5 separate regions of the Mus musculus genome follow, and regions 1, 2, 3 and 5 are each linked to region 4. A link is a contact called in public HiCAR-type and promoter capture Hi-C data. All regions are on one chromosome and are shown on one strand. The core of a region is the stretch at or near the end of the contact, and the rest is flanking DNA. Distances in the headings are between cores, read along the strand shown. Region 1 holds the start of Myb (myeloblastosis oncogene). Region 2 holds the start of Hbs1l (Hbs1-like (S. cerevisiae)). Region 3 holds the start of E030030I06Rik (RIKEN cDNA E030030I06 gene). Region 4 holds the start of Stx7 (syntaxin 7). Region 5 holds the start of Arhgap18 (Rho GTPase activating protein 18).

The links. Promoter capture Hi-C pulls out the DNA fragments that hold promoters and counts their contacts. HiCAR-type assays count read pairs that join an accessible place to other places.
Region 1: a promoter capture Hi-C map of liver shows a contact between it and region 4, with 2.7 times the contacts expected there. The contact joins the promoter of Myb here to the promoter of Stx7 in region 4. A contact is called at or near these places in 2 of 39 promoter capture datasets (hippocampal neurons and liver).
Region 2: a HiCAR-type map of astrocytes shows a contact between it and region 4, with 7 times the contacts expected there. The contact joins the promoter of Hbs1l here to the promoter of Stx7 in region 4. A contact is called at or near these places in 1 of 39 promoter capture datasets (hippocampal neurons) and 1 of 115 datasets of contacts at active chromatin or transcription factors (astrocytes).
Region 3: a contact with region 4 is called in a promoter capture Hi-C map of embryonic stem cells, with 20 times the contacts expected there. The contact joins the promoter of E030030I06Rik here to the promoter of Stx7 in region 4. A contact is called at or near these places in 2 of 39 promoter capture datasets (embryonic stem cells and hippocampal neurons) and 1 of 115 datasets of contacts at active chromatin or transcription factors (astrocytes).
Region 5: a promoter capture Hi-C map of pre-B cells shows a contact between it and region 4, with 2.7 times the contacts expected there. The contact joins the promoter of Arhgap18 here to the promoter of Stx7 in region 4. A contact is called at or near these places in 2 of 39 promoter capture datasets (liver and pre-B cells) and 1 of 484 Hi-C or Micro-C datasets (pre-B cells).

The regions. Positions count from the first base shown.
Region 1 is chr10:21,159,672-21,165,384 of GRCm38.p6, reverse strand. Myb (myeloblastosis oncogene) reads left to right here and starts at 4,401. Exons shown (of 16, transcript NM_001198914.1): 1 at 4,401-4,689. The coding sequence starts at 4,667.
Region 2 is chr10:21,294,645-21,300,284 of GRCm38.p6, reverse strand. It overlaps Hbs1l (Hbs1-like (S. cerevisiae)), which reads right to left and starts at 4,306. Exons shown (of 18, transcript NM_019702.2): 1 at 4,109-4,306; 2 at 1,042-1,107. The coding sequence starts at 4,151.
Region 3 is chr10:22,145,195-22,150,723 of GRCm38.p6, reverse strand. E030030I06Rik (RIKEN cDNA E030030I06 gene) reads left to right here and starts at 1,454. Exons shown (of 2, transcript NM_001254745.1): 1 at 1,454-2,235. The coding sequence starts at 1,712.
Region 4 is chr10:24,146,530-24,152,109 of GRCm38.p6, reverse strand. It overlaps Stx7 (syntaxin 7), which reads right to left and starts at 2,821. Exons shown (of 10, transcript NM_001358563.1): 1 at 2,702-2,821.
Region 5 is chr10:26,770,833-26,776,073 of GRCm38.p6, reverse strand. It overlaps Arhgap18 (Rho GTPase activating protein 18), which reads right to left and starts at 3,562. Exons shown (of 15, transcript NM_176837.2): 1 at 3,378-3,562. The coding sequence starts at 3,490.

The DNA.
Region 1 (5,713 bases), core at 3,152-5,651, 3.0 Mb after region 4:
TTAAAGGCTCTATGTATGCCACATTCTCTAATTCCATTGATTTATATGTCCCATAACAAGCAATACACATTTTTTATTGTTTGTGTTTTTTGTTTTTGTTTGTTTGTTTTGTTTCGTTTTTCGAGACAGGGTTTCTCTGTATAGCCCTGGCTGTCCTGGAACTCACTCTGTAGACCAGGCTGGCCTCAAACTCAGAAATTCACCTGCCTCTGCCTCCCAAGTGCTGGGATTAAAGGTGTCGCCATCACTGCCCGGCCGCACATATTTTTTTTTTTATTATTAATGCTTGAAAGGAGTCTTGAATCAAAGATTTGAGTCTTTCTAGGAGCCAGAAGAAGGGAGAGTGATTTAGACAGAAGAATTTAATCATGAACCACAGGGCAGGCTCCAAGCTTACAGAGCATGGAGTTGTCCAGTTAGCTTGACTGAGAACCCCAAAGACTCCCTCTCTTCCTCTCTCTCTCTTCCTCCCCCTCCCTCTTTTCCTCCCTCCCTCCCTTGTGACTCTGTGTGTGTGTGTGTGTGTGTGTGTGTGTGTTCTGAATGGACAAGCTATATTATTAGAACAGTGCATTTGGAATATTGATTTAACACATTTGTCAGATAGATCTCAGTGGAAGGAGCCTGAAAGAGGCCAGTTAGCTGGTCCGAAGGAGAACAGTCAGTCCACTGAGACAGGAGGGACAACCACGATGTGTCTATTTCTGTAATTGAAGGATAACAATGCGCTTGACCACCACCATCTCTGGAGGTTCCATACCTTGCTACCGTTGGGCCCCCTTCATTGTTAAGATTAAAAGGTTTGCTGGGAATCAACATGAGGTTTATCTCAAACCTATGGATTTCAATTATATATGCCACAGCTGTTCTTCATTAACTGACAGGACCAAGAATTGTCTGTACTTTAACCATTTGGTATTTACTGTAATTATTTCTCTTTTAATGCTGTGAGCCAAATTGGGTTGAGGGGGTGGGAAATGTGGGTGGTAGAGACATGGAACCCCTGAACCCAGGGCTATAACTAACATTGATAACGTGCGTCTTTGAGATGCTGATTGGAGTTATTAAAGATCGGAAGCAAAGCACCAGGGACTCGGGTCTTTTCTGGGCATTTCTTCCTTTAGCCTTCCTCCAGTGTCAAGAGGAAAGTAAAACCGATTCTGAGACCTGCCCGTGTGAGGGAAAAGCACAACAGCTTGCAGGGGACCAGAGACTCCTTTTCCTCTGTGTTTCAGATAAGAAGCTGAAGTTCACCATGGTGGGAAGGCAAACAGGTTGTTGCAGCCTTCTTGGTCGCTGACACTAACTTTACTATGAAGACAATAACTTTGAGCTGTGGATAGCAGGACCACTGGGCCCAGGAAACATGGAAGGCTCTGGAAGAAATCCAACAAAGAAGAAATGAGCCTGTGGAAACAGCCAAGATCATCATAAGTGGTCCCGAGATTTCTCCCAGGGACAGCATTGGACACTTGTTAAAAATGTGAATTATCTGGTATCATCCCAAACCCACTGCAGTGGAAGCCGTGAATTTCTCCTGGGTGGATTCGGTGATTCTGACGCACATTCAGGACTTCGGATCAGCATGGCCTGCAGGTGGACAGCAAACATTCAGGGTGTTTGTTTGTTTGTTTGTTTGTTTAAGGTTTTTGTTTGTTGCACATTATTAGAGCTTAGAGAGAAAGAGGAGACAGCAGAATAAGGGAGAAATATACAGTATAGCCATCAAACCATAAAACACTTCTTTTTAAGATCTCGTCCTTTACAGAAGCATTCTCTTCCCTGTGCAGTGCATTACAACCCAAAGTTGCATCTATTGCATCCTGCCACAGAGAAAATACCTGACTTAGGAAATTATAAACATAAGTAAATAAAAACTGAGAGTGAGCCGGGCAGTGGTGGCTCACACCTTTAATCCCAGCACTCGGGAGGCAGAGGCAGGCGGATTTCTGAGTTCCAGGCCAGCCTGGTCTACAGAGCGAGTTCCAGGACAGCCAGGGCTACACAGAGAAACTCTGTCTTGAAAAACAAACAAACAAAAATCTGAGAGTGACATAAAACATAGAGTTGTCATCTAAGATGCATTTGCCAAACTTATGAGTGGAAGGAGAAATGTATGAACACAGCTACAATATGCATTCTGAAATATCTTTAGAAATATGTTTTCACCCAGACAGAAATTTTGATAGTGACACAATTATTTTCTTCCGTAGCTTAAGCTAGCAATAGACCACAAATGATAGTAAAATGACTGGGCTGTACTTTTTTTTTTAAATTAGATTATGTCTGTCCTCCACACTTATTACTTTGACACATACGAGGGGGGAATATAAGACTGTATAGCAAAATAACTTGGAGAAATAAGAATATTATGAATTCCCAAGCCATGTACATACCAATGTACAAAACCACTAAAGAAATGATAAGTGTTTTTCTACTTAAAAGTTCTTCCTTTTCTTTTTTAAGAATCATAAAACATAACTGTACCTCTTCAGAACTCTGTGAAGGAGGCTGTGAGATCAATCATCTTAGCAAGGATTCAAGAGGCTCAGGAATGGAAACCCTTCCATTTAGATGCACAGAGTAACACCCAGACAGACTGCTGTCCCTTGAGAGGTGAGTCCTTCCTAGATGTTTGTCATAGACTTGGTAAGTACTTATTGTTAGTGCACAGAAAGTTCATTACAGACTCTACACATAAGTATTGGCTTCAAATGTGTATTAAGTTGCAAGAGACTTGTAACCATGCAGCAGTGTGTCACAGTAACTTTCTGCTTTCTTCTTATTTTAAAGAAACTGTTGTAAACCCTTAGGAGCATGCTCTGAAATGTCTTCATAAAGATTAAACGATATAGCTAATTTTAAGAAGCATCGTTTCAAACACCAGATAAAGTCTTGAAACTCAGCTTGCTTCAACAATTTAATAAAATTATGACTCATTTCAGTAAGAACATGCTTTTTTAGTAAGAAAAAAAAAGCTTTCTGAGCTATGTTTGAACCCCTAAAGCACTTGGGACACTCACACACCCAGTCAGCACAAGTCTTGAACTCCTAAAAGATTAAAGGCAAAATAAATTGGTGTGTATTGAGAATGAAAAGAAAAATCCCCAAGGGTACTGATTTATAAACAGAAGTAACACTGAAAGTCCCCTGAAATCCCCCAATCACCAATCCTTATAAATTCAGCACTTTGCACATCGCTCCTTTGGGAACCTGTAGTTAAAGTTACAGGGATACCTTCGCTGACTTGTGGCTGGTAAACTCTTCAAATTACACCCAACAGGGTCCTTACTGTTTAGCTCAATGGTTCTCAGCCTTCCTTTAAAGGGTCTCAGCTGCGACCCTTTAATACAAGTTTCTCATGTGGTGGCCCCAAACATAAAATTATTTTCATCAGTATTTTATAACTGTAATCTTGCTACTTATGAATCATAATGTAGAGATCAGATATATATCAAACGTACAAGATAACAGTCGAGCAATCCCAAGTGGGTCGGGACCCACAGGTTGAGAACCAGTGGTATGGGTTTGGTTTAAAAAAAAAATGAATCAGGAGTGCACAAGTTCCTGAGAACTGCTAGGGGTTGTTTGTTTGGGATCCAGTAGGTTTGTCCAGCAAGTGTTTGACGCAGGACCCAGGACCCGAGCGCACTCTGCAGAGGCAGAAGTGCGTGGTAGGCACCTCCTAGGGTGGGTGGGCCCGGCGTGTGTCTAAGTGAGGGAGGAAGGGCTTATGACAAAAAGCCGGTGGTGTGTGGGCTGCAGGATCTGGGAGGAGATTGAAAAATGAGCCCGGGGCTCGATCTGTCAAAGGCTGTAGCCACAGGGCTGACTGTATTTAAGTATCCTTTGTCGCTTACCAGTGAATTAAAGATGTCCCTTTAAAATTAAAACATGAAAAACTGGACCTAGTCAAAAATCGTTGGGGGTTGGGGAAGTACGCTCACTCTATTCAACCGATCATCCCTCACACTCTCTGCTCCCGGGTGTGTTGAAGTCGGGGCGCAGTTGAAACCCTGAAGGCAGAAGTGTGTCACCCAACCCCATCGAGGTGCCCTTGAATGGAAGCGCTGCTGATTCGGGCTCGGGAGCCCCGGAGCCTACGGAGAGGAGCGACCGCGTAGCCCCGAAAGCGGTAACAGCGGGACCCGGTGTGAGCCGGCGCCACCCGGCCACGGAGCGGGGTTTGCGCAGGAAAAGGCGCCACCGCGGCCCCGGCCGCCCCTCCCCAGCCCGGGCTCCCCGCCCGCCCGCCGTCCCGGCCGCGCTGCGCGCCAGGAGCAGCTCCGCGGCGCGAGAGGCGAATGGGAGCGGCGGCCAGGCGGGCTGCAGCTCGGGCGACCGCGGAGGCGGCGGGCAGGGCGCGTGCGCACTGCAGGGGCGCCAGATTTGGCGGGAGGGGGAGTGTCCAAACCTCTTTGTTTGATGGCATCTGTTTACAGAGTTACACTTTAATATCAACCTGTTTCCTCCTCCTCCTTCTCCTCCTTCTCCTCCTCCTCCTCGGTGACCTCCTTCTCCTCCCCTTTCTCCGGAGAAACTTCGCCCCGGCGGTGCGGAGCGCCGCTGCGCAGCCGGGGGAGGACGCAGGCAAGGCGGAGGGCAGCGGGAGGCGGCAACCGGTGCGGTCCCCGGGGCTCTTGGCGGAGCCCCGGCCCGCCTCGCCATGGCCCGGAGACCCCGACACAGGTAATGGGGAGGCTGAGAGGGCGGCCTCGGGCTAGGGCGCGCGGGGATCCAGGCATCCCGGAGCAGGTGGGAATGCCTTCCCTGTTGGTTTGCGGGGCTGTCAGCCAGTGGCAGAAGACACTCGGGAGAAGGATGAATGGAAAACTCTGCGAGAAGCGCACGGGTATAGTGGGAAGCATGCCCTGAGGCTCTTTTTTATTTTATTTCCCTTTTTCTTTCTTTTTTCTTTTTCTTTTTGCAAGTTGCTCGGGGATTCGTTTCTCTTTGGGGGGTGGGGTGGGGGGGGGGCTCGGCACTCTTCAGCCGAGGACTGAACGGTTCCATCAGACCCGAGGAGCCCACCAGGTGTTTGGCTTGATGCCCCGAGTGTCGGCGAGGGAGTCGCAGCCTAATTGCTGCATGCATTGAGGTGTGTTTGCACTTGAAGAGCATATGGCAGATATAGGGAAAGGCCGGGTTGTTTAGTAGCTGCAGGTAGTTCATTTAAATTTCATTCATTCATTATGGAGGCGAGAGAGGTGTCAGCTGACAGGCAGGCAGCTGCAAAGATTTTAGGGGGACAAAATGGGTTTGCAGATTGTTTTAAACCCAGCCGTTTGAAGATTCTTGTACTTGTTATGGAAGAAGCTTTTGCAAACACTGCACGCGCCCGCGTCGCACATGTCACCGCACCGGCCGAGATGATGCGTGCACTCTCTTTCCATTTTGGCCCCACCTTCGGGAAGAGGGATCCTCTCGGAACTGTCAGTTGCTGGCGCTCAAGTCCGGCCCGACTCGGGGTTTCCCGAGGACACGCCGGGGCTCCCAGAGAGCAACAGATGCGGGGCTTAGCTCGGTGGCGGTCGCCACTCGGCGCAAAGTGCTGGAGGCAGGCGGCACCCAAGGCAGCTGCAGTGCACCCCGGGCGATGTCGCCGCTCTTCTCCTGGGCCGCGCACACGTGGAAGCAGCTGAGGTCGCCGCTGCTCCCAGCACTCTGCTCCAGCTGCTTTTGGTGGCCCGCCTCTGGCAAAGCCACCGACCGA
Region 2 (5,640 bases), core at 3,057-5,556, 2.9 Mb after region 4:
TGACTTGCTATATACACTATACACGAGGCTGGCCTCAAACTCACAGAGATTAGCCTGCTTCAGACTTCTGAGTCCTGGGATTAAAGGCATATGCCAACATATCTAGAAGACCAACCCTTGTAAGCCTCCTTAATCTGTCTAAATACTACTATTCTTTTCCTAATTAAATGGTTCCCAAATGCCAGTCTAATATTCAAAATATTCCTGATATAAAATTTATTACTACCTACCTTCAGAGCTTTAAGAACTTCACCAATGATCAAGTATTTTAGTGAATTTATATTAACTACACGTTACAGAGAATATTAGAAAAAAAAAGGCACCAAAGCTTTTCTTAAGCTGCTGAATGTTTCCTTGAAACGTCTCAGCTCTTACTGCACAAGCATGAGGGCCTGAATTCAATCCCTAATACCATCAATCAGGTGTAGTCATGTGTGTGTCTGTAACCACAGTGCTTTGGGTGGCAGAGACACAGGGTCTCTGAGTTGCTGGTCACCAGCCTAGCCCCACAGTTCAGTGAGAAATCCTGACATAAAGAACTAAGGGGAGAATGGGACAAGGCACCTGAGGTCTCTCTGCACTCTATGCACGTGCAGAAGCAGCATGCACCTAAACAAAGACAAACAAGACACACTTGCGCGCGCGCGCGCGCGCGCACACACACACACACACACACACACACACACAGAGAGAGAGAGAGAGAGAGAGAGAGAGAGAGAGAGAGAAAACAAAAATTATTCATGGGTAAAGAAAGAAACTCTTGTAGGTGAACTCGGTGGGGGCATATTTACTTACAAATCCATCCAAATATGACCAAAGCTGGAGGACCACCAGGAGTTCAAGGCCACCCTGGCCTATTTTTGGTTTTCAAATAATCTATTTTAAGTGTTAACATGTGTGTATAAAGACATACACACACATAAGCATCTTTTTCAACATTACATATTATAGTCTCATGAACATTCTGGTCCAGGATGACAATCATGCTTACTTGAATGTTTAGACAGCTAAGTCACAGAAATCCCTTGCTGAACAACGTACCTGTTGATGGTGAGATACAGTAGTCATCCTCCACAGACTGCCCATACAGATCATCATCTTCAAAATCTACAAGACAAACACAGGACTTTACAAGACAATCAGCCTTTTATATCCGTGAGGAAACACCTGGACTAGCTACAAAGCAAGTTAACATATCAATTTTCAAGGGGGTTGAAATGTCTACTTTTCTACAAATTCTAAGAACTTTTCCCACAAAAAAGTTATTCATTAACAATCTATGTTATTGACAATCTATACTTTAAAAACATACATATGTCTTTTGCTTTTAAGTTAATTGGGCTCTATTTAATTTTCTCACATTCCTCCTTCCATCTAACCACACATCTTTACAGAAGTGGTAAGCACAGGGTATACAAGCAACCATACAGACATTGTTTGTGGGGATCGAGGATGGCTAACTTTGGTGACTGCTAACTGGCCTCAAAGAATATGTTTTGTTGAGCTTTTCCTAAGGTTGTTCTTTCTCTAGGTAAGCAAGCTCCCAGAAGTCTTCCCCACCACCTTTACCTTCCAACAGCTGCCTCTCATTTCTTTTCTTCCAAGTACAAGATGTGTTTCAAAGCACGAGAAATCACAGCTCCTTCCTGGCAAACGTTTTTAAGTCCCTGGCATACACGGACCACTAACTTAATGTGTTTATAGGTTAACAAATCAAAGGACTTTAAAACTGCAAGGAACATATATAAATTTATAGCAGAGGCTACTATGGAGACACTTCAGTACTTAAGAGAAGAGCACACACTCCCAGTTCTCTTAATGCCAAAAATCTCACAAACCAGAAAAGGGTGATCACAGACTCCACGAAGATTAGGCATCATGAAATACGGAGCATATGGGAACACACATGAGCAAAATGAGAACTTCCCCAGGAAGAGAACATCCAAACCAACTCTAACGGACAGAGGTAGCCAGTTTTCTAGGGCATGCAGGCAGCAGGAACAACATGCTTAAAGGCCAAGACCAAGGGCTGTGGCAAAGAAAATTTGTGTGACTGCTTTAACTGGATAAAAACATGTAAGATTAAATTAAATCAGAATGTAATCCCAAATTTAAATTTCACTCATAACCCCAAAACATACATCTTTAGATATTATAAATCACTTTTGCTAGTTCGGTGAACCTCAAGCATGACAATATACAAATATGAAGAGAACTCTTCCCGTGGTCTTCCTAAAGTGCTTCACTTCTTCAACAAAACATTGGAGGGATTTACTACACGTAAGGTATCCCACCACGCCTGAAGCAGACATACAATTAAAGGCTGTTAAACTATGGGAGAGAGTCTGCAAACATAGCTCGGCTGCTCTCCCTTTATGCACAGTCCTAGGTTCCAACAGCACTGTATAAACCAGGCCTGCCAGCCCATCATCTGGTACTTGGGAGACAGAATCAGAGGCAGAAAGATTATGTTCATCACCCTTGGCTATACCGCGATGACAAGTCCAACAGGGGCTACATGAAACTGTCTCAAAACAAAAACCTATAGATAGAGGCAGTCCTGAAAAGTACTTGGAATTAAACGGTAAAGTAACGCAGGTGTTACACAGAGGAGCCAACAGGTTTTTTGTCCACAGACTAACTCTAATGAAATTAGAATACTTTTGTGAAGTTTTAATTACTGAAAGCCCAAAAGGAAGCCTAACTGGGAAGAAGAAAATGGAAAATGAACTTTTATGAACAGGAAGGGAGGAACATCCCAAGACAGGCTACGCTTGCTTATGATGTCACTGATTGTTACAAAGGAATCAAACCTGACCTCAGGTAGCCAAGGTAAGAAGGTATTCGGCACTCAGAGGCTACACAGAAATCCCAGCCCTTCCCTTCTAATTTAGACCCTCTCTTTTGCATCGTTTCTATATTACTGTCATCACACTGTGGAATCTCTCATGCTTTAACCAGCTGTTACTGTAAACAGTCCTCATGTGTTAAGCAGTACCCTTAAATAGTCAATTATCACTGGCTGAGGAAATATATTGGTAATAAATGTCCCTTATTTCACAGCTACACAATCTCTTCCAGACTAAAGTCATTTCTTAGTGGTAGTGGTCCACCAGGCCTTTTATACAGACACTATGTATTCTTACAGTGAATGCCTGCCAAGTAAGATATTCCAGGCAGACTGGGTCAAAGTCTCCAGATGCAGCCCAGGTTGTTGGTTGGTCAAACCTGTTGAGGACACTGAAGCTCACAATCCCCCCAAAGGGGGTGTTAATAACAACCGCCTGCGTAAACATTGCATCTTCTCCATTTTAAAAAGCAGCAGGTCTTTAGGATTCTTGCATCACTTTACATTTGTGTTTATTTTTAGCTTCTGTGATGCTAAATGATGCTTATTATCATCCACTCAATGCCAACAAACTGCGAGTCCCTTTTTCATGACCTCCCCGCTGGTGTTATTTTTCCATTTCCTTTTTAAAATCAATCTACATTAAGCACTGTTTGCCAATAACTGAATTTATACACCTGAACATCAGCAAATCGACCCAATTTCTTGAGCCCTTTTAAACAAGAATCTTTTCTGTTTCTCACGTCCCCAGTTTTGAAATCCGTTGGAAAAAAATGGAGCAGTCAAAAACGCAGGGACACGGGGACAACGAAATAAATCTGACGTTTGTAGTAGGCCGGCCGCAGGTAAGCGCTAAGCCAGCCTCTTTTCTAACTACGGCCTCGTGGGCTTGTCTGAAGGAGGGCTTATGAGACAGACGTCAGGAACTCATTGCGGGATCCCCGCAGGAAACAGGGAAAGAAGAGGTGACGCTTGGATACGAACAGCATCGGATCCCGACCTCGCCACACCTATGGGCCCTGGAGATGCTACACCCCTGCCCGGTCGGTGAACTAGCTCAGCTAGGAGGCAGACAACACGCCGGCTTCCTCCCCGGGTGTTCCTCTCAGGTCCTGCTCGCTCTCCGCCCGCTCCCTCTCCGCCGAAGATCCCATTGCGAGCGTGGCTCCGGGGTCCATGCTCGATTCCAGGGAGATGTAAAGCGGCCATGGAGACAGCTGGAAGAGCTAAGGTCACGGCCGGCGCGGCCTTACCACCCACCTTCATCGTAGTTATATCCCCGGACGTTCCGATGCCGGGCCATCGCGCACAGACGGCGCCTGCCGCCGTCCCTTCCAGAAAAACTCGGCTCAGAAACCGACGAGGCGCAGACCGCGGGCGGAACACCTCTGCCGCGCCATCTTGTCTTCCGCCAGGCCTCTGCGCCGAGCGTCCGCGCATGCGCGACGTCATACCTGCGCACTTGGCGACGGCAAGCTCTCGGGGTCACTGCGGGCCTCCCGGGAACGCGTGCGCGCTCGCGAACTGGCGGGGGGGGGGGGGGGGCGAGGTCCCGCCCACAAGCGAATTGACTGACGTGGACTTCAAGGCCAGAAATGAAGCAACCAGAGGGTTGTTGAGCGGGATCCTTCACCTACACCGGTTTTCAGGATTATTTCCCAACTTTGGTTTTTGATCATCTGAAAAGCTGCCTATTTCGCTCAGTAAAAACAAGGACTTTGTTTCAGCTTTTAAGCCTTAGTAAACACTATAGGCAATCAATAAACGTGTAAATTTGGCATAATAATTAGTCCAAGCTGTAGAGGGAACTTTTTGAATGAGTAATTTTAGCTTTGAAATGTAGCCACACTGGGTCAATATGCTTCGCATGTAACTCATGGCTTCAGGTATGGGCTCCATATTAAATTCATTAACAGCTCTGGTAAACAACTGTCTGACCTTAGCTTTGTAAAATATTTCATTAGCACGAATTAATTAAGAAGGAAGCCTTAGACATTGATTGAATACATAAATATGTGAACTTGCTAAGGGTGTTTAGTACAGCTTTTCAGACACAGAACTAGCCTTGGGTGCTTATGATGTAATAATAACACATAAATCTATAACCTGTTATTAAACATCCTTGTTTCATACAACATAAGGCTAATAATGCTGTGTAAAAAACATCAACCTTATTATCACACTGAACAAACCATTTTATTGTAGCTTGTGCTTTCAATGCCAAGACCTGGAATCAAAGGCGAATGTCTAACACCACCTTACTCAGCTTTTCTAATCCACAACAATGAGGATAACACAAATTAAATCCATATTTGTAAAGGGCTCAGATTTGAGTTCTGACTGACTACCCAATGGTGTTCTTAACTCACAATGTTTCATATGGCTCCAAGGCAAAACTTTATAGACAAAAAAAAAAAAAAGTAGATGCTAATTTTATGATTTTTAAGTGTTTTATTTTATACCTTTAAATAATTTCCACATTGCAGCCTATTTCTTTGTAAGTGAAGATATTATCTTATACATTATCAAATTCATAAATAATATTTGCCCATGTAAGAGGACTTAGCACAGGACATTAAGTGCTAAAGAGTACTAAATGTGCTGGACCTGGTGGCTCAATTCCTTTAATCTTGGTACTCTGTAGACAGGGACAGGAGGACCAGGAATTCAAGGTCATCCTTGGCTACACAGGGAGTTCCAGGCCAACCAGCACTGTTGAGACCCTGTCTCAACGTCACGTACATAAAACTTAAAAACCAGGGTCAGCTTCTATCCCACTGTAAACGTGAATG
Region 3 (5,529 bases), core at 205-2,704, 2.0 Mb after region 4:
CACGAGCGGGTCGCGGTCCCCAGGCCTCCCCTCGCTGAGCTGGTGGGGACCCTTTGGCAAGGCTTCCGGAGAAGCTCGTGAAGGATTTCATTCAGTGCTAAGACAGAGAGCTGAGACAGAAAGCAGAAGGAGGCGGCTGCAGCCTTTGTAGTCGCGGAGGAGTGCAGAAAGGTTGAAGCACTATGTCAAACTTTTTTGAAATGGGGTCAAGTCACATTTAGCCAGCGTGGTAAAGCAACAACAACAACAACAAAAGTGGAGGAGGAGAGGGGGCTAGGGACCGCCGCTCCGGTCTGGGTGTGCGTGTGCTGCCCCCTCCGGGAGCCTGGGCTGGACAGGGGCGCCAAGGCCATTGCTCCCGCTACCTATGTGGCCCTCGACCCCCGGGAGAGGCCTGGAGGGTCCTTTATGCAGCTTTTTAGGAAAGCTTTCAAAGGAGCCTGGGGTGTCCCTGCCTTGTCCAGGTGGTGCTATGCTCGCACCCAGTGGGGGTCGCGCCATGTGTTCTTTAATTCCAGGCGGAAGAGCGAGCGGGGGAGGAGGGGTGCGGGGCAGGTAAACGCATGGGGACCTTTCCGGATACGCGGCTGTAGTGGAACAAGGTCCAGACCAGACTAAGGCCGCGGTGGGACGGGAAGGCTCACTCGGTCTTCCCTAAACAACAGAACGGGGATGGGACGCCCGACCGCGCCTGGGACCTAGCCTCCAGCCTTTGGAGAACAGAGCGACTGTCTTGGCTACCAACATTCAGCCGCCAAGGATACCGGGCGGGGGTTCTGAAGTCGCGATACAAGGGAGACCTAACCCTTCTCACACCCGGGAGACCTACGTTTACTGCCCCCACCCCCACCGTCGTAAGGGCGGTTGCTTTTGCACGGGTTGAAAACTTAAGGACCAGTCCCGGTTAGCTAGCAAAGTCCCGAAGTTACTTTTCAGGACAGGACAAGCAAAAGTGTGACGGACCTGCCTTTCCCATACCCTTGCGATCTTTGTGTGTGTGTGTGTGTGTGTGTGTGTGTGCACGCGCGCGCGCGGGAAAGGGAGCAGGACACTTCTCCCCTTCCAGGGCCCCTTGCTCTCCCACCTCTAGTAGCCCCAGCCCTCCCCTACCAGATGGTCTGTCCTCCCTGAGTTTCCACAAGGGAGGTCCTCGGCGATTCGGAGGCAGAATTTCGTCTCCCGCTAAGCTTGCCATACCCCAAAGACCGTTTGTGAGAGCGAGTCTCTTTCAAATGTCTCCCTGTAGAAAAACTGAAAGTAGAAAGGAAGCAATCTCCGAGCAGATGTCTGACCACCCCTACTCGCATACTCGCAGCATTGGGTTACAGGGTCCTAGGAGCCCCAACCCCGCTCTGCGACCCCACATGGGTGAACCCCCGGTGCTTTCACGCCAGTTCCGAACTCCCCCAGGTCGCCCCGTACTCCGCGCGACGAGTCAGGGAGGGCAGCTGAGAACAACGATATAGGTATAAATATTGAGCCGTGACACTGATGCGCCCGGCGCCCCCCTCCCCCGCACTCCGGGCACACTCTGGGCTGCTCCGCACGCCCCCTCTTGTCCCGCTGCGTCCCGCTCGGCGCTCATCCCCAAGGGGCCCCAGCAACCTCTTCCTTTCAAAGACAGCACGAGCCGTGCTGGGGAAGAAAAGTAACTTGGTTTTTCTCCGAGAAACCTGGCCGGATTAGGCAGCCAGGGCGAGTAGAGGGGAGAATGAGGGGAGCTGGTGGAACCCGATGGAAGTCTCCCGGGCAGTCTGATCACACTTTCTCCTTGTCCTCCGGTCTCCTCCTCCTAGGTGCAGAGATTGTGGGCAGACTACGTAATCGCTGCGGAGGGGGAAGAGGAGGGATCTCCGGCGGCGGCGGCAGGGCGCGGAGACTCAGCTGGGCGGAGTTTCGCGGCTGCGCCCGGCTTGCGCCCGCGGGCGAGAAGGTCGGTCCGTCTAGCCCGGGGGCCCCCGAGGCGTGTAAGTCAGAGAGTACGCACCCCGGTTCCTCTGTGCCGCACCGACAGCCTGCAGCCAGCAAGGAGAAGGACAGCCTGGGTGGCGCCGATCAGAGTACGAGTGCTTGGCAGAGATCGGCGAAGGCCCCCGACCTGAAGAATGGCGGCCGCTTCCTGATTCCGAAGCGCCAGCGAGTACAGACCAGTGAGGAGGACTTGCGGCTCTCCACCGTCCGTGAGGTGGCGGTGCTGAGGCACCTGGAGACCTTAGAGCAACCCTACGTGGTCAGGTGAGCCTGGAGCCCTGGCTATGGGGTCCGGGAATGTGCTGGGCAAGGGGCGGCTGGTTGCCCAACTAAAGTTAAGAGTTGAGTTTCCTCAGATAAAACCGGTGACCCTGCTAGACAGGCAGAAAAAGAGACCTGCGGTGGCTCCCCTCCCCCTCCCACACCGCTCTGCGTGCCCCAAGGGGTCTGGGGGCTTTGGGTGTCTTTTAGGGACAAAACCAGACAACCCCAAGCCCTCTAGGACTCAGTCTACAGAATCTTCCTGGGCTGGGTGTTAGTTTTGTTTTTTGGTTTTTTTTTTTTTTCTGTTTGTTTGTCTTTTGGTTTTTTGGGGTTTTTTTTTTTTTTTTTGGTTTTTTGTTTGTTTGTTTGTTTGTTGTTGTTTTTCGAGACAGGGTTTCTCTGTGTATCCCTGGCTGTCCTGGAACTTACTCTGTAGACCAGGCTGGCCTAGAATTCAGAAATCCGCCTGCCTCTGCCTACCAAGTGCTGGGATTAAAGGCGTGCGCCACCACGCCCGGCTCCAATATAGTTAGACTTATAAGTACATTTTTACTTTTTTTTACTACATTTTAATTTTAATTACTACATAAATAAGTAAAAAGCCAATGTAAATAAAGGCCCCCATTGTGCCTATGCTTTAGTTGGGTGGCAAGGGTACATGGGGTGCAACAGCAAAAGATAATGAGACGAGGGAGAATGAGTCTTCTAGAAAGTCAGGTTTTACTAAAAGTGGATTACCATCTGTGTGTCTGTCTGTCTGTCTGTCTGTGTCTTGCACTTCAGAGAGGTCTGTGATCCTGAAAGTTGCTTGCTGGCTTTGAGTCACTCACTACCCTAGAGGATCACTACAGCTGTAGCAAAGGATGAATTTCAACATTAGAATTTAGTATCAAATTTCGTTTGTCTGTTACCTGTGGGGTGTCCAGATAAAAGGTAACAGTCATGTATGTAAATACAAAGTAGCATTCTTCCAAACAAACACCCTTGTATAACCAATCATTGAGTGCAGGTCAATACAAGTCCCTCTAACAGAAGAGTTTTGGCTAGCTGGCTCACCCTGTTCTCCTGTTTTATCCTCTTGTGTCTGGTGTGTCTCTAGATGGTTTTTAGTTGATCCCACAGTAGGAATTTGAATTGTGAATTCAGGAGCATCTGCTTATATGCAAAAAGAAGATGCGCTTTCTAAATTTATTTTACCTCGTTTGACACCTGCCTACTTAGAGTTGTGAGGATAAAGCAAGAGCATAGGTGAAAATCCTCTAAATTTAAAGCCACTTCGGGCACTGGATATGTCAGAGTTTATCAGATCCTTGGCCTAGAACAGGTCCCCGGGAAGGCATAATTCTCCGTCTGACATTTTTACAGAACAAATCAGATTCCTGTTTAGACACAGCAAGACTTGTGTAAGTCCAGCTTGGTGAGTTTTATCATATATATATATATATATATGAATATGGAAGAGGGCTTATGTACAGAGGCAGAAGACCTGTGTCATCGAAGCCCACCCCAGCATGGGTGACAGCTCACAAGGCTGATACCCTAGAGCATACTGTACACTTGCAGTCAGCTCACCGGATTGGAGATTGAGCCTTCCAGGAACCTCCGTTGGTTTCAGACTCTACCAAGCAGCTAGGCTGGTTTCTGCGTTTTGTCTGCTCTGAGTCATTTGCTGATGTGACTCTGCTCTCCTGAGAGGGACACTCATCTCTTACTTGCTTATATGGCAAGGAGGAGCCTAGTGAATCTGCTTAGTTTCAGGGACTTCCTGAAACCCTATTCTGAATTGTTTACTTTCCTGCTTAAGGAGCTTCCTGTCAGATGGGATGTTTTAATCTTGGAGGAGACTGTTACACAGCAGGGACCAAGAAGCTACTTGGGCACCCATACCCTGAATTTGTTAGCAAAGAAAATTGATTGACTATGCGATGAGATTAGTGAAATGACCCTGTGTTTAACTAATAGCATCATCCTCACAAGCCGCCACCTCTGTCACCTTTGGTTTTCTTCCTAGTTTTTTCCACTACCCATCCGCCACTCCTGCACCCAACGACATATGTGGCTAAACTAGAAATTCTTACTGTAGAGGTTTGTGTTTTTAGGGACAGTCTTAGGAAATCAAAGATAAGCAACAGTTCTTTCCCTTCCAAGGGAGAATGTCAAAACTGAGCCCCTGAACCTGTAATTTGTTGTCTTTCCTGGGGCAAGTGTTATTCATAAGCCCAGGTTTTTAAAGATTGCTTAAAAGGGCAGATGCTTTTTTAAGTGCCTTCCAGCCATAAGTAATTGATCATAATTACAGTCCCTACCCACGTGTAGTTAAGCCTCTAAGCTTGAAGGAGCACAATAAACATATTAGTTTTTTCAAAGTTTTAAGACTTAATTTAGATGGATTTACCAGAAAGAGAGACTTGTTTTTGTTGGTGTGAACCTCCGCCCCCCCCCCCCCCCAAGTTTGCAAAGCACCACTGACTTCACATTCTTTCTTACCTGGTGCGTCCCAGGCTTGATGAGCCAATAATGTCCTGCACACAGACTTGCTCTGGTTTATAGTTCGTAATCTTGAATTCTGGAGCCTTTGTCAGAATAAGACTGTACGGCCAGAGTGTTCCCCTTCCACAGGTGAGTTCTGTCATCACCTGAACCAAGACACAGAGATGGAGTAAAACTTGTTTTATCAGCAGTTTGTGCACCAAGTATATATTGAGGGCCTACCATGTGCTTGACAGCTTCTAGAAAAAAGACACAGGGCAGGGAAGTGAATGAGTCAGAGGGAATTCCTAAGCTTCTGAACTGTCTCTTGTTTGTTTTTGTTTTTTGTTTTGTTTTGTTTTGTTTTATTTTGTTTTGTTTTGTTTTTATCTGAGACAAGGTTACTCTGCGTAGCTCTGGTTGTCCTGAAACTCTGTCTGTAGACAAGGCTCTAACTCAGAGATCTGCCTGCCTCTGCTGCCAAGTGCCAAGATTAAAGGTGTGCACTACTACTGGCTAGCTTGCTGGCTTCCTTCTTTCCTTCCTTCTTTCCATTCTTTTTTAAAAATCACCTCTTTTAAAATGTATTTGTCTAAGCAAGGCATGGTGGTGCATGCTTGTAATACCAGAACTCGGGGGCCAGGAGAGGCAGGAGGTCAGGGTCATTCCAGCTGCTTGGCAAGTTCGAATCCAGCATGAGCTTCAGGAGACCATCTCCTCTTTATTTCAGTTATTACTTCCCTCAGTTATCCTGCCCAGCTTTACAAAGCCGCGCTTATGCTTGTGACAGTTTAATTACAGGAATTTGCTGATTGGGTAGATGAG
Region 4 (5,580 bases), core at 1,572-4,071:
CCTTTGTTGGAAAGAAATAAACACTTATGTTTATAGACAGTTATTGACAAATGGCTCTGAAGTCTGTTTTTACATGTGAGCTAATTAACTCTATGCTTATAAAATGTTTGTACTCTATAACCATCTGCATTGCCTAGCTTGAGCTGCAATACTCAAAGCATTTGTGTCCTAGTGTCTTTGCTCAAAATAATTACATCACTCCTCATGTGCACCTGCACTGCCTGCACACAACTATCAAAATGAACTAAGGTAGAAGAAGGCCACCTCGGCCACCTTTCAAGTGCTAAGAAACTGTATGTGGCCAGTGGCCAGCAGCTGGGACAGCTCACATATTCCCTTCATCCCCCACAGAAAGTACTACTGGGCAGGGTTCAACTCAACAGCTCAGTAATTATCTTTTTATGAAGATAAACACTAAGGTGAAAGAGGAGACGGGAGAGTCAAACAGTAACACCTATAGTGAGCGCTGTCTCAAGACTGTGTGGAAAGGGCAATTTAAAAATGAACAAAGGGGATTTTGATACAGAGTCTTGAATGTAAAACACTACCCTGTAGTTACTAATGGACATACTGTAGAATCTTGAAGACTTCCTCTGAGCAGACACTGGCTTAAAATTTAGCCTGCTCAAATCAAATGGTCAGTTTCACTTTCTTAATCATGAAGCCCAGCATAAAATATGAGTTTCCTCCTTTGTTCCCCAGGTTTTAATTTTTGTGTGTGTGTGTGTGTGTGTGTGTGTGTGTGTGTGTGTGTGTGGTGTGTATGATGTGTGTGTATGGTGTGTGAGTGTGTGTGGTATGTGTGTGCAGTGTATTGCGTGTGTGGTGTATATGTGTGTGTGGGGTGTGGTGTGTACGTGTGGAGTGTGTGTATGGTGTGTGTGTGTGCTGTGTGTATGTGTGTGTTTGTGTGTGTGTGTATGTGTGGTGTGTGGGGGAGTGTAAATCTTGGACTTAGTCTATTCTCTAAGTACTTGGCTACAAAGTAGATCCTGAATAAATGTTGTAAGTCTGAATGAACAAGTGTACCGATTTCCTATGAACACATGCCCAGCCTAAGAGTAAATATAAACATTTCTAAAATACTGTTTCAGGCTTATTGCTACCTGGGCTTTTCTCAGTGTCCCTTTCTATCTGTAGATGGCCCTTTCCATGATACACACCCAGCCCCTTTGAGGACTAGCTCTTTGTCTCAGTAAGGTGTTATCACACACTAAAGATGCCAGGTCTGAAATGAGAAGTCTCTATCAATGTAACTTCTACTTCAAGCGATGCATCATACTTAGAAGATGGGAGCATTCACACTCTTTGTTTTCAATTCCTAAAACAAACAGGAGAGGAATCATAGGAGACAATCAATCATGAGGGTGCTCAATCTTCCATATGAGTATTCGGTCCACAAGTGCATCTTTGCCCAGCTCCTTCATCAATCCAAACGCTACACTGTTTGGTTTCAGCTTAATTAACCAAGATTTTTTTTCCTCCACAGTTTCACACATTAATATTTCAAGTTACACTGAACCAGAGAAAAATCCACACAGACTTAACTGTGGGAGTTTTATCTAGCAGTACTAGTAGACATAGAGGTAATATTTCCCTGCAGTACTGGGGACTGAACCAGGGCCTTGTGCACACACCATTTAGTGGCATATAGCTCAACATAATTATTCATAATTTTCCACCAGCAGCGTATGGATGAACTTGGGATAATAATCAGAATTAGAAACGACTGTTAATCAGGAGCAGCATAAGAAGTGAGCTAGCTGAAGGAAAAGAACCCAGAGGTCAGTGAGTTAATACTGTGTTCTATTAACTTCCCCAGACACTGGGAAACTACAGCCTCGTTCTTAACTAGTCACAAGCCTGGGGGCCAACTTCGAAAGCAGCTTGCAAAGCCGAAGACCCATCGGCACCACAAGGCACAATTTAACAGTGTTATCAATCTCTGTTCACTGCGGCTCAGAGTACACCTAAAAGAAATGCCTACCTCCAACAGGACCAAACCAGTGTTTCACAGTTAATTCCTTTTATTTTCCTGATTGTGGAAAACTTGTAAATAATAATTCCTGACAAAATACGAGATCTGACGCAATCAAAAATTGATATATGCATATAAAATGCAAGCAAAATTTTAACAGCTATAAGGAAAAATTAGCATTTGACTGTAAAGCTTCCTTCCTCTTCCCACCCTCGTCCAAGCTTTTTTTTTTTTTTTGGTCTGAATTTAACCTAGAAAACACATATGCGAATTCTCGAAATACCTTGTTACCTTGTTATGTGTCTTGCATAAATCAATTGAAACGAGCACAAGGTAGGTCAAAGAAAGTTAGCTTGTGTGAGTAAGGCCAACAGCCAAGCAAAGGCCCTGGGCCGCGGAACGAACCTGTGGCCAGATGACCAGGGCCCATCGCGTTTCCCTTTCTGTTCTTCGGAGGAGAAGTTGACAGAGAATGGGAACACGGTCGTAGCCTGCCAGGATCTGGCGGTAGTATCCGGTCCCCAAGGCTCCATTGCCGCGCGCCCCGGTGCTCGCACGTCGCGTCCCGGAGTCCGGAGCGGGGCGTGGGAGCCCGAGAGGGAGGCGCCGGCCCTGCGCCCTGGGGAGCCCCGCTCTGCGCACCCCAAAGCAACCACTAGCGAGCTGCAGTTCTGAGGTGTCCCTCCCGCCCCCCTCTCCCCCGCCTCTGCAGTCTCCTCTTACCCTGACCTCGCCGGCTTCCTCGGCCACCTCCAGCCGCTGTCACCCGGGGGCCCACTGCCTGGCGCAGCCGGTCTCAGCTGATGGGCGGCGGCACAAGCACGCCCACTGCGCATGCTCGGGGCACAGCCCCAGGAAGGAGGAGGCGGGGCTTGCGTCTCTCCCATTGGCCAGTGACAGCTGAAGCTTGGAGGGACTGGCAAAATTGCTGGGGAGCCAAGCTCTGATGGGTGACAAAGTGATGTCTATGGGCAACAGAAGAGGAAGCAATACAATAGAGAAGAGCTGGGTTCTTTATTCGGAGGCGCCAGACTCCCTGGACTGAGGGAGCACTCTCAGCTTTTAAAGGTTCTGTTTCCTAACCCTCAGCTCTGTGGTAGACTTGACAACTCCATTTTTAAAATGTCACTGCAAAAATGTCAAGGCAATCCTAGCTAAAGCCCCGGAAGGATAAATGAAAGATAATCTCCTAATGCCCACTTGATAAAGATGTTTTCCTGGCTCATAGTTGGTATCGCATCCTTGAAATACAGGATGTGGTTTTCCCAGGCTTTAAGAGCACACACTGTTCCAACAATAACTCTTCAAGCATGTGACCTCTCGGATGAGAAACATCAGTTGTTCATGTGAAAGAAATACTTTGCCAAATTAATTAGAATAGATTGCCTTGGATTTGCCTATAATTAAGATGGTGTTATTTCTGGAAAGAGCATGAAAACACATGATACCAAAAGTTCGATAGACTTCAAGTGGAGGTAGGGGGAATCCATACTATTGTGAATCAGAACCACAGAGCAAACTGTATGTTGGTTGGTTTTACACCTGCAAGCATACGTAGATGACTTAGGTCAGACTCAAACACAGCGTCTTCTCAGTAGGATCCACCCAGTGGATCAAAGAACATGTACTCATTTAAAGTCATGTGATTCAGCTCGGGCCATGGTGAACTGTTGAGGTTTGCTGTTTTGTCCAGCACTGGAAATTGAACCAAGGTCCTTGGACATGAGAGGCCTTCACTCTGTCCTCTATCTCCAGTGGTTTTTGTTGTTGTTGTTGTTGTTTTTGAAACAAAGTCTACACAGGTTACCCAGATATTAACCTTGAACTCACTCTGTAATCCAGGTAGACCTTGAACTTGCAACCTGCCTCATCGTTCAGAGTACAGACCTGTATCATTGTCCCGGGTTGTTTGTGGTTTTGTTTTGAGGAATGAGGGATCAAACCCAAGGCCTCACATTTCAGGTAGTTGATCTACCCCTGAGTTCTACCTATCATCTCCACTGTGAACTTTTAGAAGTATTAGTCCATCATAGTGACATTGTATGTTTTCCAAGATACAGAGGAAATTCAAGTTTTTCTTTGAAATCTCTCCCTTTTTCAAAATTGTTTTATTTTTAAAAATCATTCTTTGACAAGGCAATAACCTCTAATAGAAAGTCATGTTAGCTGTTAAAGCTACAGAGTCCCTTTTAGAAAATCTGGTTCTGTTTCCTCATAATACAGATTAAGGAACCTGAAACACCAAACACTTCTAAGTCACACAGGTAATTAGGAACAACAAAGCCTTAAGTGTCCTGTCCAGACTCTTGAATCCTTCCTGCCACCGGATCCAGACAACTAATATCTGCTGAGAGTCTATTCTGAAGCAACTATCAAGCCTTGCACTACAGATTTCAAATTGAGTAGAATATGGTGTTTTCCTATCTGGCAGTGGTACCCTCCACATGACACCACATGCTGAGATGGAGATTTATACAGAGCCTAGCGGTAACCCAAAAGATGACTGCCTCGCTGTAGTGTCAGTAGTGGTTTTTGAAGTAAAAACAGGAACGAAATTTTTAAAAGTTATATAAAAGTTTCACTGGAAGACAACATGGAAAGGAACATCTCAGCCAAAGAAGAAGTGTGCATGTTTATTTTCATGTGTATAATTTATAATGTGTAAATGTTTACTTTATTTGGATAAAGCATGTTGCGTGAACTCAAAAGTCAAGACCCTAAAAATGCAAATGAGATTCTTAAAGCAAATAGCCTCTGTCCCACGTTAAATGACTGATGGGAGTTGAGCTACTACAAGATATTGAGGAAAGGTACTAAGTTCTCTTACTCCCTGCCACATAGGAAAGTCTGGGAGAAGAAAATTAAAGGGAAATACTACAAAGAAGAAAGGCAATAATGTAACAATATCATGCCCATAATGTAACAATACCGTGCCCATAATGTAACAATACTATACCCATAATGTAACAATAGCAGGCCTCCATAAAAAACTTCATCAGGGCTGGAGAGGTTGAAGGGCCCCACTAAGGCAAATAAGATGGAGAAGGGGTGAGGTTAATGTGACAAATATTTAAGAAGACTTGTACAACAGCTGGGTATGGAGAGCTAAAGAGAGGATTTGTGACATGGACCTGATATCTAGCGTGCTTTCCATACGCCCTTCCCTACCACTCTTGCTGGAATCTTGGGCTGGGTAGAGAGGGCCCTGGAACTCAGAGACCTCTAGGTTGTCCTACTAGTCACTGGCTATACTGGGGCCAAAGCTGGGCATTCCAAATCAAATTTTGAGATTGCTCCAAGTTGTCATTTTTTAAAAAGTATAATAATTGGATTCCTTCCTAGTCATTTTAATTCAAAGAGAAAAATTAAGTATAATACTCGGCTAAACGTAGAGGCTCAGAGAGTAAATGGATCCCAAAGACATTCCTGACAATTGTAGTACTGTATTTTATTATTTAGTGGCTATTTAATGGCTCAGTAAAGAAATGAGCATGACTTAATTTGATCCAACATTTCTGAATATATTTCATTATGACTGTTTTTATACTTAATATGAAACATATGACATTTTGAGGTTTAAAGAAGCATATAACAAGACAGCA
Region 5 (5,241 bases), core at 2,313-4,812, 2.6 Mb before region 4:
GGTCTCAGATAGTCCAAGTTGACCTTCAACTTTCTGTAGATAGGCAACGCTAAGCTTAAATTCTAGATCCTCCTTCACTCCCAAATCAAGATTATATATAATCCAAATGGGATTAGAGATGATATGCGCCACCATATCTCGCTTACAAAATCATTCTTAACTAAGTATGGTGACCTTCTATATCTTAACCCTTGACAAAATGAGATTCCCAAACAACACAAAACTTAAGACTATCCTATGTGGCTTAAAGTATTAGGGGAACTGCCTGGAGACAGACTCTACCCCACAGGCTTTGCAAGGAAGACCTCCCAGCAAGGGGAAGACTACTATGAAGTCCAACTTACAGCAGAGAATTAATGTCTATGGTACACACTGCAAATGACTAGGAGAGCAAGAATGGAGCCATGTTGGACTTCCAACCTTGGGTTTCAGGGTTCCAATAACCCTTATACAATGAAAACCATGTTTGTTCAAGCAAGGCACCAAAGATCTCATTGTCCAATCTATTTTAAGCTATTAAAATTTTTAAAACAGAGTTAAGAGTTTTCAAAGACAGAAAATATACTAGAAATTAATATTAAAAGAAAATAAAAAATAGTTTTCCCCTTAAGATGATGCTAAAGTCAAAAGAACAGTGATATAGTTTTTTTCTTTTTTTTGAAAAATTGTTTTTCCTAAAGCAAATACTGAGATGCCTGCCTAAATACACAAGTAAGTAAATAAAGTCTTATAAATATAGCTGTCCATAAAAAGTGGTTTCCTTTGGAATCATTTGTATACAGTCAGCCAGAAAACTAATGTTAACATCTTCTTTCAAGTCCCTGTAGTTTAAGGAAAAAACACTGCAAAAAGAAAACATAAATCAGGATTCTCCAACTGGGAGGCTTCAAACAGGAGTGAGAGGAATTCTTCAATCTGGGATCCGGGAGTGAATTCTAATCGAGGTAATGTAATATAAGAAGTTCTATGATATCAGACTGCTCACCAAAGTATTAACTTCTCATCATCCTGAAAGGATGATTTGGCAAGAGAAAGTTAAAAATCAAAACATTTTCTATAAACATCTGAAATCATAAATATAACCCTTTATATTTTGCTGTTATATATAAAATATGAGTATATGCACATAACATATATATGTATATACATGTTATATATTATATACACATATAATTTAGAATAAATGAAATTCTTTGATAAACAAGGTCAGAATTTTGAGCTACCTCCCGCTACTTTTAAATAGATATGAGGACATGCAGGATCTAATTAGCCTCTTTATATGAGTTTCACTTCAGTTTTGTTTACAAAATAGGCATCAACAATCACTGAAATCTTGGAGCAACTTCGTAATGCTTAAACTACCAGCCAGCCAATCCACACATAGCCCCATCCATTATGGCCATCCTTAGGAGGTCACTACTAGCCCTATCTGTTCCACTGCTCAAATCCCCCCTCACTCCAGGAAGCCTTACTTCATGCCAACTCCAGTATCTTAACCTCTTCCAGGCTAAACAAGGAACCTCCCAAAGTTACACTGTGCTAGCTGATATGTTACTAAGCTTCAGGGTAAAAATTAATGAAGACTGCTTCCCCCTCCCCTCCTGCCTCAAACCAGTCTTTGACCTTCTCCCCACACCCCAGCATCACTACCTATCCCTCATGAAAAGGCAGTCCCAGAAAATGGTTGGTGAGCATTTTGGCGGCTAGCTGAAAGGTCTTTTACAGCCCATCTAGAGATGTGTCCTGACACATATCCAAGGCCTACTGCTCACCCTGTTTTCTCTGCCCACCTTGGCTCTGCTTCTGCAATAGCTGGAAACAACACAATACACACATTTGTTCCACCTGCTCAAGTCTAAACCTCCCACAACAAACTACAAACTTGCAAAGATGGATGGGAAAGAATGGCTACAGTTTCATGCACAAGCTTCCCCTAAGAGACTTTGCTACACCTGAGCGGGATTTCTGGAGTTTGAGTCTGAACAGTGGGATGAAGGTTGGGACCCAAAGTCCCAGCGCTTTTAATTCACTCTCACAACGGAGACCCAAGACTCAGCTCAGTCCTCAAGCCCACCCAGCCTGAAGCCAGTGACAAATGAAGAACTTGGGAGCTCACAGTTTGGGCTATTTTAACTGTCAGAAGGAAGACAAGCTAGGGCTGCTTACTGTTGGTTTGCTGTTGCTGGCTGCTTGCTGCTAAAAGATGAATATTTTACTGTCCTGCAGAAGCATGCATGGAAACGCTTGATAAATCTCAAAGGAAACAAAATGGTTACATGTGTAGCCCCAAAGCAACCACTCCCTTTGAACTTTGGAAATGAGTTTATCCAATGGCCTCCATACAGAGGGCAACAAGTAAGAAGCAAAGTTCCCCAGGCAAGGTCTAACCTTTCCTTTGATTTTTCACACGCCCCACGCGGTTAAGGATTTGGGAAACCAATGAAAGAAGGCATTCTTTTCTTTGGAAGGCACAGGCGTGAAGTACCCAGGAACAATAAAGTGTTCATTATCACCTTTAATATCAAGATGGAATTGGACTTACTGATAACTTTTTTTTTTCAATCTTCCAGGCCAATGTTTGCAATTTCTATCTAAGACTGGAGATTACTGGTTTCAGCTAGGGAGAAGGTCATTAAGGCGAGAAAGGAAGAGGCAGGGGAAAAACCAACCTTGAAAAACAGAACAAAGTACACAGAGAGGCAGAGAGGACTCTGCGACTCAATGGTCTATAGAACGTTTGCCCTATCTGCCTATAAAGTGATTTTACATTAACCACGCTCCTTCTACCAACAGAGTACTTACTGCCTGCTGACAAAAACTCCCCTTTGAAATCCCAAGAGTGCAGGGAGGGGTGTGTTTGGCTGTGCGAGTAATCTACACACACTGAAGAATGCGAACAGCACAGCCACAGGCCACTGACTTGGGCATTTTGCCCAAGCGGTCTGCTTTCAGAGAGAGGAGGAGGGTGCCACTCTCAAAACAGCAAGAAGAGTGACCAGCCTCCCTGCTATTTGGCAGACTTTCCCAGCTAACAGTTCCAGCGGCGTTTTGAGCCCATTCAAGAATTCCATCTCCCAGAGAGTGTTTCCGATACAGTCATTTGATCAGTCAGTATTTGCACATGCACCTGCTAAGCAACTGGTCGGAGCGCCACAGAGTCACCTCCCACACACCCCCGCCCCCGACTCCCCCCATCCTCCACTGGTAACCAGAAGGGCTCTTGCACTCGAGTAAATGAGATGCAAAGAACTAGCCAACCGCCTATGTTGCAGCGTCAGGTCAGGCTTCAAGTACAGAGGTGATTCTCTCCGCTCTTGACAACTTCCCTGTCACTTTGTTCCTTGGGCAGGTAGAGGGTTTTTGTTTTTCCTCCTTACCTGGAGGTGGCTTCGTCGCCTCCCTTTACATGGCTGTCCCCAGCGACCTGGTCCTTGCCGCTGGGGTGGTAAGCAGTTAGCACAACTCCCGAGGAACTCGATAGCCAGTTCATGGTGAGAGAAGGGGCATAATTTCTGGGATTCTGACACAGAGGGGAATGAAGTTCCTGTCTCGCCTGACCAACTTGCTCATTAGCAAGGGCCAGCCCCTCCCCTGTCCGGGCCAGCGATTCACAGGGAGAGAGGCGTGGCCTCTCCCGCAGAGCTTCCTGGCCCTGCAGTTACAGGCTGTGTGTGACTCACAGCTTTGTTTAAACCCGGCAATCCCAGGCTGCAGCAGCCGCCGCTGCAGCAGCAGCAGTTGTTAAGGGGGCCTGAGGAAACCGTGGTTAGGACAGAGTCTTTTCCCTTCCCCATGTGTTACTACTACCTGATTATTTCTGCTGCTTCGCATCACTCAAGGAAGGCATTCCTTAACCCCTTCAGGCATTCGACATTCACCACAGCCAAACCAAGAAGCCCAATCAAAGGTCACAATGCCATCTGGCCCACCAGAAAGGCTTTGCTTTCCGCTACAAAATATACTGTGTTATTGTGTGCCCTGCAATATCAAGCACACCTTTTTTTTTTTTTTTTTTTTTTTTTTTTTTTTTTTTTTTTTTTAATCAAACACTATTTGGGAAAAATAAACTTTAAACTGTCTACCTAATGCCTGTTAAAAGTTAACAGTCAGCTGGGCTTGGTAGCGCAGGCCTTTAATCCCAGCAGAGGCAGGCAGATTTTTGAGTTCGAGGCCAGCCTGGTCTACAGAGTTTTAGGACAGCCAGGGCTATACAGAGAAACCCTGTCTCGAAAAACCAAAAAAAAAAAAAAAAAGTTAATAGTCAAAATAAGAAGTTCCAACATTTGCTGAGAACCTATTACTTTCCAGTGGTGGGGTTGGGGGTATGCCCAAGAATACTCCAGCTTGTGCCAGACACAGATACACACACACACACACACACACACACACACACACACACACACAGAGAGAGAGAGAGAGAGAGAGAGAGAGAGAGAGAGAGAGAGAGAATATTATTAGAAAGAGTATAGCCAGTGGACAGGTGAAATATCTTGACCAAAATAAGATAGTAAGTGCCAGGAGATGCCCACCTAGATACCGCCTTGTTTAGTCAACTGAAAAAAGCAAGTTCAAACATCAGTTTTAAAAAATCATTTTCTGGGTTTCCTAGTCCTAAAAATTAAAAACAAAAATTCTTGCTCTTTGATATATGTGACAATCTCAATTGAAACATTTTGCTTGATATATATTTTATTATTTTACACACACACACACACAGAGACACACACACAACACACATTTAGATGAAATAGCCCTGGCTGGCCTGGAACTTTCTGTGTAGACCAGGCTGGTCTCAAACCATAGATTTTCCTATTTCTGTCCCCAAGTGCTATTCTTAGAACCATACCTTGCTGCTGCTGCTGCTGCTGCTGCTGCTGCTGTTGTTGTTGGGCTGGTTACTGATTTGCATGTTTGTGTGTCCCTCCAAGTGTTTGCTACAAATGTTCTGGTGCCCCAGAGGCTAGGGGAGACTGTCTGATTCCTCAGAGATGGAGTTATAAAGAAGTTGAAAGCTGCCCATCATAGTGCTAGGAACCAAATTCAGGTCATCTGGAAAAATAGCATATGCTTTTAACTACTGAGCCATCTTTCTAGCCCTGACTTTAGCCTTGAACTTGCTACCCAGTTGAGAACATTAAATTTGGGGATTCTCTGGACAAGTATATGCCAGTAGTCCTGCCAATTGCAACTGTGACTGTCAGTCTGTATGGGAGTGGGTGGGGAGACTGAACCCAGGCAAGG